Linked DNA regions of Mus musculus: regions 2 and 3 are each linked to region 1. Evidence: chromatin contacts called from public HiChIP or PLAC-seq data. All regions are on one chromosome and are shown on one strand. The core of a region is the stretch at or near the end of the contact, and the rest is flanking DNA. Distances in the headings are between cores, read along the strand shown. Region 1 holds the start of Dcaf15 (DDB1 and CUL4 associated factor 15). Region 2 has its middle 24 kb from the start of Gm23626. Region 3 holds the start of Zswim4 (zinc finger SWIM-type containing 4).

Region 1 (3,918 bases), core at 835-3,334:
CCCACAGCTGACAGTCATACTTTGCTTTTTGGTTAAGGAGCTATCTGCCAGATCACTTCTACTGCCCTCCGTTTACTTTCTGTTTTGTTTGCTATTGATCGACTGATTGACACAGTCTCACTACATAACCCTGGTAGGCCTGGGACTCTCTATATAGACCAGGCTGGCCTAGAACTCACAGACCTTCTGCCCCTCCCTAGTACTGGAATTAAAGGTAGGCAGCACCACGCATGCCCAGCTCCCCTCATTCTATAAAGACACTAATTTAAGTGCCCATACCAGGGAGCAAGTAAGCCCCTCCTCCTAGAGGAAGGAGTGTCTGTAGTAGAAGTTCTGAAGATGAGGAGGGGCAGTAAAACAGGTTTCTCCTTAAAGTTTCCTTCCCCACTACAGCAGCCTTGGGTGGATCTTGCTTCTTAACAGAAATCACAAACTCCAGGCTCAGTGAAAGACTCAGGAGGCAGTGGTTTCCTCTGAGTTTGAGGCCAGCCTGGTCTACATAGCAAGCTCCAGGTCAGCCAAGGCTATACAGTGAGGCCCTAAGAAACCAAAACCAAAACCAAAACCAAAACCAAAACCAACCAACCAACCAAACAAACAACTCATCCCTAAATTAAGGTGGAGAGTGAGAAGACCATTTTTGACCTCTTGTCTTTTCATACACTTTCATGGGCAAAATCTCATCTGTACACTGTGCGCGCGCACACACATACACACAAACACACACACACACACACACACACACACACACACACACACACACACACACACTGCCTCCTTGCTCTTCCTTTCCCTCCTGCTCTGGGTCCACTAGTCTATGATTCAGCTGAGGCTGGGTCTGCACATGCATGGTCATATTTTCTCCTCATGCTGGGGGGAGGGGGGCTGCTAGTGAGCCCTCCAGTCTTTGCATAAAGAAGAGATCACCTAGTAAGTCTCTCAGCAGTGTCCCCATCACTAATCCATACATCATGGCAGGTTAGTCTTGAACCTCTCCAGAAACCTTTGTCTTTGCTGGAATATTCCTCCTCCCCCGCTTCACAAAGCTACTTTGCATCCAACTGCCTTTCTACCCATACCTGGAATTCAAGGACAGGTACTCATTTCCTTGTTTATGACCTGTCCTGTTAGCTGGGTTCTCAATAAACCGAATGTGGCTGTAAAAAGAGCAGCCAGCAGTCTGGGTACACAAGTGCCATGTCTTCAGGGGAGTTCACTTTATGCCTGTTCCACGTGTAAAATAAAGGACCATTGCAGAGATTGAGTGAATGTAGGCAAAACTGGTGCATGAAGCTGTCATGTCCCGTAATATTTATTACCATTATTAATTAGTATGATAGGCTTAACAGGCCTTCCACAGGAGGTGCAAACTCAGAACCACGCCTGACCCATGGAAATTAATTTTTTTAAAAACAGCATGATATCTGTCTGATGCTATCATCGTCATCGTCGTCCGGAAGATGCTTTGTTTTGTTTCTTTGTTTGTTTTTCTGAGACAAGAGTCTCTCTGTGTAGCCCTGGCTATCCTAGAACTCACTCAGGCTGGCCTCAAACTCAAAGAGATCCACTTGCCTCTGCCTCGTAAGTGCTGGAAAGGCGTGAACCATCACGCCCGGCCTGGAAGATGTTTTAAAACGAGCCATTTTTTTCCCCACCGCCTTTTCCTGGTCTCCTCCCTAGCTGCCCAGGGATGCTCCTCAGGCCTCGGCCCTCCCAGCCTGAGCCAGAGCCAGGGCTGGAGATTCTGGCCCTTATGGACCACAGGTTCCCATAGCCCCGCCCACAGGCCGCTGGACGGCCAGTGGTTTCCACGGAAACCCACTCAGGGGCGTGACAATGTCAAGCCTGACAGAAATCTTCGCCTATTCAGTTGAAGTTTTTTGGCCGAGGAGCGCCAAAGTGGTTTCTGAGTGGTTTATCTTTAATGAAGGGCGGGAATAAGGCGGGAGCTGTTACCATCTTTACCAACCAAAAACCAAGATAGCTTTGATGGACAAGCGTAGCGGGAAGCGACAAGGAATGCCGGCTGTCACCCAACCGGCCGGCCGCAGTAAGGAGAAAAGGCCAATCAGAAAGTGCCAGGGGCGGGGCTAAGGGACCGGTTGCTCCGGAAGTGGAGGGAGGGGGTGAAAATGGCGCCCAGCTCGAAATCGGAGCGGAACAGCGGGGCCGGGAGCGCCGGCGGAGGCCCTGGGGGGACCGGGGGGAAGCGGGCGGTGGGGCGGCGGCGGGAACACGTTCTCAAGCAGCTGGAGCGAGTCAAGGTGAGGCCTGGCGTCTGAGGCGAGCGCGCCCGGTTGTGAGGAGGAGGGGACGCGGGAGGCGGCGGAGGGAGGGCGGCGCGGCGAGGTGGGGGGCGGGGCCGGGAGGGGGCTGGGCGGGCCGGGCGGTGGGGATGGGGATGGGTTTGGCGGTGTGGAGGCTGGTGCTGAGGCGCGGGCTGGGCTGGCGAAGGTTGGTGACTTGTGTGCAGCCAGTGAGGCGGGTCACCTGCAGGGGGCCTTGAATGAAGGCTGCTAGGCGAGATCAGTGAAGAAGGAAGGGGCTTGGGTGGCGGAGGCCGGGGAGAATCATGGAGGAAAGACCGGGGATGGAGGCTGATGGGCGGGTTACTGTAGAAGCTGTCCGAGGAATCTGGAGGAAGGGGAGACCTTGGTTTAGACCGATTTTTCAAAGCACTGCCCCTTGTTGGAGCTACCCCCCCAAACCCCTGAAGAGCCCCTGCTACCGACAATGGGCAGCCTCTGTTGGATGCTCCCTGTCTGTCCAAGCTCTGACCATCTCTATATCTAGTGCTTGTACCTAGGTCTGCCTCACTCATTGAATGGAGGAATGTTTCCAGAGTAGGGCCAGGTCTTCTCAAAGTGGAAGCCACTTAGGGCTCTGTCTCCCTTGTCAGAGGACACCTGAAAGGACAGGGATGTGAATAATGTTAGGTGGGCAGCTGTGGAGCAAGATTGTCTATGTGCACAGGAAGTTGGGAACTGGGTAAGGGCGAACTGTGCTTTTTCCTGGTGCTCCCTAAGCAAGGCTGTGGCTCTGCCCTTAGCCTAGACACTCCCTGGGCAAGGGTTATATCCTCTCAGGAAGGCTTGTCTGACAAAGCCATTCCCTTCATGGGTCGAGATGAACTAGGGGCAAGGTGCCAGGCCTTCTTTCCCACTAGATGGCTATCTTTTGAAGGCGGGCCAGAATAGCTCCCCAGTGGTCAGCTTTATGCCTGTTTCCTCAGATCCTTCCTTGGTGATGTTTTAGGGTGTGACAGTTGATTGGCAGTTAATTAAGAAAGGGGTTTTCTTAATAATGGATTGGAGCATTGGGAATACTGGGAGCTTTTGGTTCGGAGGCTCTATAGGTATAGGCTCTTGCCACCAAACCTAATAATGTGTGAGATCCCCAGGAGCCACGCAGTGAGAGGACATAGAGACTCCTGCAAGCTGTCCTCGCCTCTACTGTGAGTTGTAGTCTGCACAGTAACTACATTATCAAGAGAGAGATGGGTCCCCTTGTGGGCTAATTGGGAGCAGGCAGATAAATGCATGGCCCCACATCCTAGTCTCATGCGTCAGTTTTCAGGAAGGAGTCAGTTGTCCCAGTGAGGGATCCTTCCACAGGGAGACGTAGGGCTAGGGCTGGGAGGACTCTGGATCCAAACGGGGCTACGGCTGGGATGTAACCTGGGTCCTTGGTGGGGGTGGGGTGCTTTGTAAGGTCACTTGGCTTTGGTGTCTCCATCTGCCCCAGCAGTGGGCCTGGGGAAGCCTCGGCCTCTGGGAAGGAGGCTGGGAGGCTGCTTGGCTAAAGAGCCCTGGCTGTCTCTTCCCCAGATCAGTGGGCAGCTCTCACCTCGTCTTTTCCGGAAGCTGCCCCCCAGGGTCTGCGTGTCCCTCAAGAACATCGTAGATGAGGATTTTCTCT
Region 2 (3,918 bases), core at 608-3,107, 250 kb before region 1:
AAGTCTTAAAAAGAAAAAACAAAAACAAAACAAAACACTTTCTTGGCCCTAAAAGTTTCTTTCCTGAGTCAGGTGGTGGTGGCACACACCTTAAATCCCAGCACTCTGGAGACAGAAGCAGGAGGATCTCTGTGAGTTTGAGGCCAGCCTGGTCTACAAAGAAAGTTCTAGGACAGCCAGGACTACACGGAGAAACCCTGTCTCCAAAAGGCGGGGGGGGGGGGGGGGGGGGGAGCGGCGGGGAATCTTCTTGCTGAAAGTCTGTGCGAATACTCATTGCAACCTTTTAAAGGTCTCATTGCTTCTGAGAAAAAAAAGCAAGAAGAGCATGAATGCGGAGAGACCGAAGAGGAAGGGTGGGGAGAAGCCCTGGAGAGGCACAATCTAGGTGCTTTGGTTACTAGTGAAGGACGGATTGGATGGGTTGGACAGTGAGTGTGTGGGTGGAGGAGGGAGAGGCAAAGTAGGCGAACGTGGGAAGACATATGGTTGGGGTAACTGATGCATGGGTAGACATACTGAGTGAACAGGTGGACACATGCATGGGAGGAAAGCCGGATACATGGCAACACCTAAGGGTGAGGAACGCGGGTCAGTTTGCCGCCGCCCATAGATGCTCAGACATACCACCAGGTGTCGCCATAACCTTAGGAACTACCTCAGAGGGCACGTCAAGTAGGCCTGCTTCACATCCAGCCATAACCTTAGGAACTACCTCAGAGGGCACTTCAAGTAGGCCTGCTTCACATCCAGCCTACCAGACGTGCTCAGGCCCACCTTGCATTCGTTCCCGCCCATCAGCACCCACAGGCTTCCCCTTCTCCAGGAACAGTGGCAGCTGCAGATAAGCAGGGTGACCACACACACGCAGCCTCCCTGGGATGGCAGGGTATGAAGACTGAGGGACTTAAACTGGTTCCTGTCTTGCTAGCATCAGCGGCTCCTGCTGTTACTCATGGGTACATCACAGCCATCAGTGTCAGCCCAGGAAACCACCCCAGCTTTACACCTTTGAAATAAAATGTTATTAAGCCCTAGCAATCCGCTTAGAGATGCAGTGGCAAAGGGATTGTTTGTAGTTGAACCTTTCTCCAAACCACTTCCCATTAGCTATCAGCGTAGCTCGTTCCCTCACAGCTGGGCCAGAGTACCTCTGAAGGCAGAATTTCCCAGCCTTTCCCAACATGCCCCACCTCCCCGCACCCTACCCAAGTCCCCAGAGAAAGCACTTGTCCCCTCTGCCAGTCCTTTCTGGCTCCACTGCGCACAAGGGATCCGGGTCTTTTACAAAGCCGGTTCAGAGTATTCCAGGCAACCTTAAGGCAGAGGGTTGATGGACTGTCAAGGGACAACTGGAGTCACCCACACCATATCAGCGCATTCTATCCCCTGAAGCTTGCCAGTTCAGGCTTGGCTGGCCCACAAGCCCCGCACAGCTCCCTTACAGCCTGCCCCGTGAATACTCACTCCCACTCTTTCCTTCTGGCCTGAGGGGTGCTGTGCATTTTGTGCGCCTGGTGGGCCAAGATGACATCCCGGTGGTCCACCACGCCACCACGCCGTTTCAGAGTTGGCCCCTCGAGGCTTCCGCTCATCTGCTGTGACCACGGGACATGCAGAGTCCTGGATGAGCCTGCCAGGGTGCAGTCCGTGCCTGGGTACCTTGGGCTGTGCAGGAGCTCATGACTGAGGGGAGAAAGCATGGGGTCAGAGCCCCAAGAGGCCCTCGGCATCCATGGGCCTCGCTCAGATATCCCAGGAGAGGAAACTGGAGGGAGAGAGGAGACAAGGAGAGCAGAGTGAGAGAAACTGAGGGGAGGCCAGGGCTGTGCGCGAGCAGGTGTGAACAGCAGAGGCCACCCCACCCTGCGCCCGGAAGTTCAGCGCCCCAGGCCCGGCTGCCAGGATTGAGTATTCCCTTGGCAACTGGGGGGCAGGAAAGACACTTCTAGCAGTTGCCGGGCAACACAGGCCATGGGTTGAAAGGGCGCAAGGGTGTGGCTGATGCTAAGCAATAGAACTACCTAGCTCCAGATCGAACTGGGGTGGGGTGGGGAGGGGTGGGGGAGGGGTGCTTTCTCACATCTAGATGCTCCCTTCTGCAAAGTGGACCCTCTAAAGCCCTTGCTTTCTGTGCTCTGGACCTGCGTCCAGTGGACTTCAGATCCCTGATGGCAAGTTCAAACTCAGTTGCACTGGACCAAGAGGCTGGTCCTGATCTGCTTCCTGTGTAGTTAGAAAGCACACCGAGAGCCTGTCTGTTAGTTTCTTTGTCTCGATGTTTTATTTATTATATTCATGTGTTTGCAGTGTGCATGGGGCACTGGTATGTGCATATATGTATGCGGAAGCCAGAGATCAACATTAGGTGCTATTCCTCAGGGGCTACCACCTTAGTTTTTTAGACAGAGTCTCTCACTGGCCTGGAATAGAGTAGACTATGCTAGCTGACCAGTGAGCCTAGTCTAGTCTGCCTGTCTCTGCCTCCCCAGCATCATGATTCTAGCTTGTACCACCATGCCTGGCCTCTGTCCCCACCCCCACCCCCACCCCCGACATGACACACACACCCTAGGGATTGAACTCAGGTCCCAATATACTAAGCTATCCCCCTAGCCCTTTATTTTCTTCTTGTTGTTATTTAAATTGTGTGTGTGTGTCTGTGTCTGTGTGTGTGTGATGGGTGTATGGGTGTGCCGTGGGCCATCTGTACTGATCAGAGGACAATGCTGTAGGCATCAGTTCTCTCCCTCCATCCTTGGGCTCCAGAGACTGAGCTCAAGCTATCAGGCTTGGTAGCAGTGGCCTTTACCCACAGAGCCATCCTATACCTTTCCGATTTTGCTGTTTTTTTATGTGCACGAGTGTTTTTCCATGCAGTCTGTGCATTGTCTGTGTACACACCCTGGGAGGTAAGAAGATGGTGCTGGATCCCCTGAAATGGGATCCTGCCCATTGTTAACCACTATGTGGGTGTGGTGTGAACTCCAGTCCTCTGCAGGAGCAGCCAGAGCCTTTAGCCACGGAGTCATTTCTCCAGTCCCTATTTTACTAATTTTTGAGGCTGTCTCACCTTGCTGCCAAGGCTAGGCTGAAACTCACAATCTTCTACCTGAGCCTGGACAGTGCGAGGCTTATACATACGCACCACCATGCCAGCTCTTTAATCTGTTACTTTGTCCTTGGTTTAATTCTATTTACTTGCAGTATGGAGGCAGAGTCGGAGCACACCACGCAAGGACTCGACTCCCAGCTCTTTTTCACTTTCTGTTTCGCCAAGTTTGTCATGAAACTTATTCTTGTAGCCCAGGCTGGCCCCAAACTTGTGATTCTCCTGCCTTAGCCTCTTGAAAAGCTGGTATGGCAGACAGGCCTGTACTGTCAGCCTGGCTTTTTTTATTTGTCACCACAGACTTACAGAGACTGGAGACATAATCCTACAGACGCCAAAGTCTCTCTAGGTGACCTTGGACACCTAGAGTGTGAATGTGGCTGGCACACTCTATTGTTTAGGAAGAAAATCACATGTGGGTGTTCAGTACAGACTCAACCATGGGCACTGAAAGCTTTCCCCTGCCCATGGGGGCTCTGTGTGCCCTGGCCTGTGTTGAAGCTGCTGGTCGGTCCTTCTCCACAGTGAGTGCAGAACACCAGCAGGCCAGGGGAAGCTGTTGTTTAAGATGCGATCTTACCATGTAGCCCAGCTTGCAGTGATCTCCCGAGCCTGGATTACTGATGTGTGCTGCCTCATCTGGCTTTATGTGGGGCTCGCAGAAAGGGTTTATTATAGCATTATAGGGTTTTATCATGCCTTGTGCATGCTGGGCAAGTATTACATCAAACTGAACTACATCCCCAGCTCATAAATTACCTATTTAACAGATTCTTTCTCCAAATATAGCCATTTGAAGGTACTTG
Region 3 (3,918 bases), core at 918-3,417, 130 kb before region 1:
CACAGCACACGTGTAGATCAGATGACACCTGTGAGAGTCAGTTCTCTCCGACCATGTGGGTTGCGGGAATTGAACGCAGATCCTCTCGGTTAATGGTGATCACCTTTACCCTCTAAGCCAGTGGTTCCCAATCTGTGTGTTGTGACTGCCCCCTTGGCAGACCTCTATCTCCAAAAATATCATAACAGTAGCAAAATTAGAGTTATTAAGTAGCAACAAAAATAATTCATGGTGTTGGGGGGGTCACCACAACATGAACTGTATTAAAGGCCCACAGCATTAGGAAAGTGAATAGCTGCTGCATTAACTCAACTCATCTTACCCTAAAAAGCCTAAAAACAACAATACAAAACAAATAAACAGAAAATGTGGTACATTTACGCAATGGAGCACTACTCAGCTATTAAAAACAATGAATTTATGAAATTCTTAGACAAATGGATGGATCTGGAGAATATCATCCTAAGTGAGGTAACCCAATCACAAAAAAAAAAAAAAAAAAAAAAAAAAAAAAAAAAAACCCACACATGGGCTGGGCATGGTGGTGCACACCTTTAATCCCAGCACTCAGGAGGCAGAGGCAGGCAGATTTCTGAGTTTGAGGCCAGTCTCGTCTACAAATTGAGTTCCAGAACAGCCAGGGCTATACAGAGAAACCCTGTCTCGAAAAACAAAAACAAAAACAAAAACAAAATGGAAATAAAGAAACAAAGAAAACTAAGACATCACTGCTGTTATTGAGACAGGGTCCCGCCGGGGATGTAAGATTCCCTTGGAGTTGGAGTCACAGCGATCATGTGCCATGTAGGTTCCAGGAATCAAACTCAAGTCTTCTGGGATCCATTGACCGGTGCTCTTAACCTCTGAGCCATCTCTCCAGTTCCTCCATTGTGTTCTTCCCCCTACAAAAGAGCCCCACTTGAGCAGCCCTGTTTCAAGGGTTCACAGGCTACTTATGAGTGACTGTTAGTTGCCACGGTGGGGAGGGGTCTGTCCAAAAGCAACCAGTGGGCTAGTCGGCTTCTGTGGACCAGGTTGGGTTTTTCCTGCTTTGAGGATCCTAAACACTAAATGGGATCACAGCTATGTTGGCAGGTTTTAGTCTGAACTGCTACTGTACGCTGGGCGCTGTTCCACGTGCTGACTTGTCTCCCCATGGACGTACACTTGATCCTTGGAGCTCAGAGTTCAGAGAGACATTTAACAACCCCCCTACCCTGGTATCTCAAAGAGCTCTAAAGGATGAGGCAAGAGGATCTCCAATCAGACTAACCAGGGTTACATAATGAGAGAAGGGGGGGGGGGGTTCAGAGGTAGTGCAGGGTGGTGGGCCATCTAATCCTGGACTAGATGAATAAATGATGCTGGAGAGGCCGCGACGGTAGGAAAACGCAAGGTTCTCTTAGGTCATGGGGGTGGGGTGTGGAAAAATGACGAAGATGGTGAGTGGCTTCCGCACTGTGGAAAATATAAGCTGAGTCAGGGGGAAAAAACGATTCGAAGTGGGGGATTTGACATGCATTAAGTCCAATCTAATGAAACTAACACTCTCATGGGTCGAAATGGGCAATTTCATGTTCATTCCACAGACGTAGAAAGGATTGGGGTGTCTTAGCTCGCAGCTCAAGAGGAACTCGTAAAGTTAACAGCCCACAGCGAGCGCATTGCTAGGAAGGACTGTGCTGGCCCGGGTCGGCTCTTAGAGCATCCAAACTGTACCAGTGGCCCAGAGAGGTTATTGAGTTTCTAGGGTCATTACAGCTCAGAGAGAGTCAACCCCGGCCGGGAGGCGGCCGGAAGCGACCCTCCGTAAACAAAGCCGTGTGTAGGCGCAGCCCCAGCCGCCAGGCTAGAGGGCCGGCCCAAAGGGGCGGAGAAGGAATGTTGTGAATGAACGTGAGACCTCCCCGAAACTCCTCACAAGGCCAAGCCGTGGGGTTCCCTCATTTTGATTGGCTCATACCGCCCCGTGATGGACAGCGACTCTTCTTGCGACCTCTTATTGGATGGCACAGAAAAGACGGACGTGGAGATTGTCGAATGAACAGCGGCATCTTGGAGGCGGGTCTTTGAGGACAGCCAATAGAAAGGGAGAAATAGGGCGGTGGGGGCGGGGCCTCGTCTGAGGAGGCAGCGGCTGCTAAGACGGCTTCATTGTTGTGAAGAGTCTTAAAGGGGCCGCGTCGTCCGGCCGGCTCGGCCGGATGGAGCCCCCGGCGGCCAAGCGCAGCCGGGGCTGCCCCGCGGGGGACGAGCCCGGGACCGGGGCCCGTCGCAGTCGCCCCGAGCCGTTGTTGGACCTTAGCGCCAAGCGGGTGGCCGAGAGCTGGGCCTTCGAGCAGGTAAGGCCCCGGCCTGCCCCAGGCCTCACACCTCGCCCCCTCCCCAGCAGCCAGCCCCCCACACCGCCACCCCGGGCCCCGCACCCCGAGCCTCTCTGCCCGCGACCCTCCGGGTCTCTATTCTGACCTCTTTTCTTCCTCAAGAGACACACCAGCCCAGAGACCCACACTGCCCCACTCCTGCCGTAGGGTTTCCCTGTCCCACCCTCCAGGAAGAAGACCCCCGTCTCTGCAGGGCCTATACATGACACCCCTGTATCCCTTTGCTCCAGCCTCCAGAGCCCACCAGTCCTCTCCAGATCCCCGACTGTGGGACAAGAGGCAGGGTCACTGAGGGAAGGGCTCTGTGCCCCTCCTCCCCCCTTCCCCCTCCCTCCAGCTATTCCAGAGCCAAGATTGGGATACAGAGGCAGAGAGGCTCCTGGAACCCCTACTCTGTGACTTGTGGAGTGGTGTCCCGAGAAAAAATTCCCCTCTCTCTGTCTAAGGGTCCCCCAAGAAGATGGGAAGGGTCCGAGGCTCCTCTCAGTCCCATACAGCTGTCTTTCAGTCTGACTTTGAGTGTTCTTGGCCTCACAACTCTTCCTGAGTTAGGATGGATGGGTTTGGACTGACCGTGGACTGAGCAGGCTCTGATTCATGACCGGAAAATCCCTCCTTAGTCATCTGCCAACTGTCAGGAGCCGAATCACTGACTCCCCCTTCTCTCGTAGAAACCTTGGGTAGGGCCTCCGTGCTGTTCACCCTATGTGACATGCACAGAAGAACCGTAAAACTGTCTTCAGGACTCTCACAGATCTGCCTTGGCCCAGCCAGGTGCTAAGAGAACTCTGGGCAGGTTCTGGAGCCCTTGTGGAGTTGTTCTCACTTTGAGGAAACTGGGGCACAGAGACGTTGAGAAACTTGCCCAAGGTCACCCAGCCAGTCACTAGCCAACTCAGATTGGAACACAGCCTCGAATGCTGGCTCCATTCCTTGGAGTCTACAGGGGATGGCAGGTCAGCCCTTCCCTCCTAGAGAAGGGGCTTTTTTTTTTTTCCTCAGGGGAGGAACAGGGGAAGAAATACCCAGGGTGGAACTGATGTTGGGAGTCTGAACAATTTGGTTTAGGGATCCTGAAGAGCTGACTTCATCTCTGATGTAGTAATGCTGACCCCTTCAGGTTCTCAAGCTGTCATGCCAGCTTCCTCAGGCTCGTTCTGAGGCTGTGACACTGACCCAGTGCTATGGTTTCAGCATCTTGTGTCCCTGTGAAGATGCCATCTCCATAAGGGGCTGAGCAGAGGGAAGGCTAGGAACCCACGTCCTCGGTCTTTCTCACACGTGTATCTAACTTCTTCTTGTCCTGCACAAAGCCTGGGCTGAGGAGGGTTTTACCCCAGACCCCTGCGACCTGCCAGTAAGAGCTTCTAGAATGTTAACTATGAGCCAGGCACTGTTGTAAATAAATATGATTGTATTGGAACCTATTTTGTTCCTGGGAGTTTCATTGTATCATCCAAGCTGGTGTTGAACTAGTTGACACAAGTATAGCCTCCCAAGTTGTTGGGACTTCAAGGTGTACCACCATTCGTGG

Evidence for each region. HiChIP or PLAC-seq counts read pairs in DNA pulled down with a chosen protein or histone mark.
Region 2: a contact with region 1 is called in an H3K27ac HiChIP or PLAC-seq map of embryonic stem cells, with 5 read pairs. The contact joins the enhancer-like site here to the promoter of Dcaf15 in region 1. A contact is called at or near these places in 5 of 39 promoter capture datasets (the 3T3-L1 cell line, embryonic stem cells, hippocampal neurons and 2 more), 3 of 484 Hi-C or Micro-C datasets (embryonic stem cells, nephron progenitors and uterus), 3 of 115 datasets of contacts at active chromatin or transcription factors (embryonic stem cells, fibro-adipogenic progenitors and neural tube) and 3 of 9 other capture datasets (adipose tissue, embryonic stem cells and pancreatic islet).
Region 3: an H3K27ac HiChIP or PLAC-seq map of extraembryonic endoderm stem cells shows a contact between it and region 1, with 4 times the contacts expected there. The contact joins the promoter of Zswim4 here to the promoter of Dcaf15 in region 1. A contact is called at or near these places in 4 of 39 promoter capture datasets (erythroid cells, hippocampal neurons, macrophages and 1 more), 1 of 15 datasets of contacts at CTCF or cohesin (large pre-B cells), 7 of 484 Hi-C or Micro-C datasets (embryonic fibroblasts, embryonic stem cells, muscle stem cells and 3 more), 7 of 115 datasets of contacts at active chromatin or transcription factors (bone marrow-derived macrophages, effector CD8 T cells, embryonic forebrain and 4 more) and 2 of 9 other capture datasets (adipose tissue and liver).

What each region holds. Positions count from the first base shown.
Region 1 is chr8:84,102,963-84,106,880 of GRCm38.p6, reverse strand. It overlaps Dcaf15 (DDB1 and CUL4 associated factor 15), which reads left to right and starts at 2,084. Exons shown (of 13, transcript NM_001357322.1): 1 at 2,084-2,264; 2 at 3,828-3,918. The coding sequence starts at 2,133.
Region 2 is chr8:84,354,675-84,358,592 of GRCm38.p6, reverse strand. It overlaps a transcript of Cacna1a not described here. Among named protein-coding and RNA genes, the nearest start is that of Gm23626, 24 kb to the left of the region's middle. Within about 2 kb of position 1,857, at least 42 of the 459 cell types and tissues checked have an H3K27ac peak or open chromatin away from gene starts, as enhancers often do. A contact at or near this core is called in embryonic stem cells and pancreatic islet, where this site is marked.
Region 3 is chr8:84,235,291-84,239,208 of GRCm38.p6, reverse strand. It overlaps Zswim4 (zinc finger SWIM-type containing 4), which reads left to right and starts at 2,167. Exons shown (of 14, transcript NM_172503.3): 1 at 2,167-2,342. The coding sequence starts at 2,205.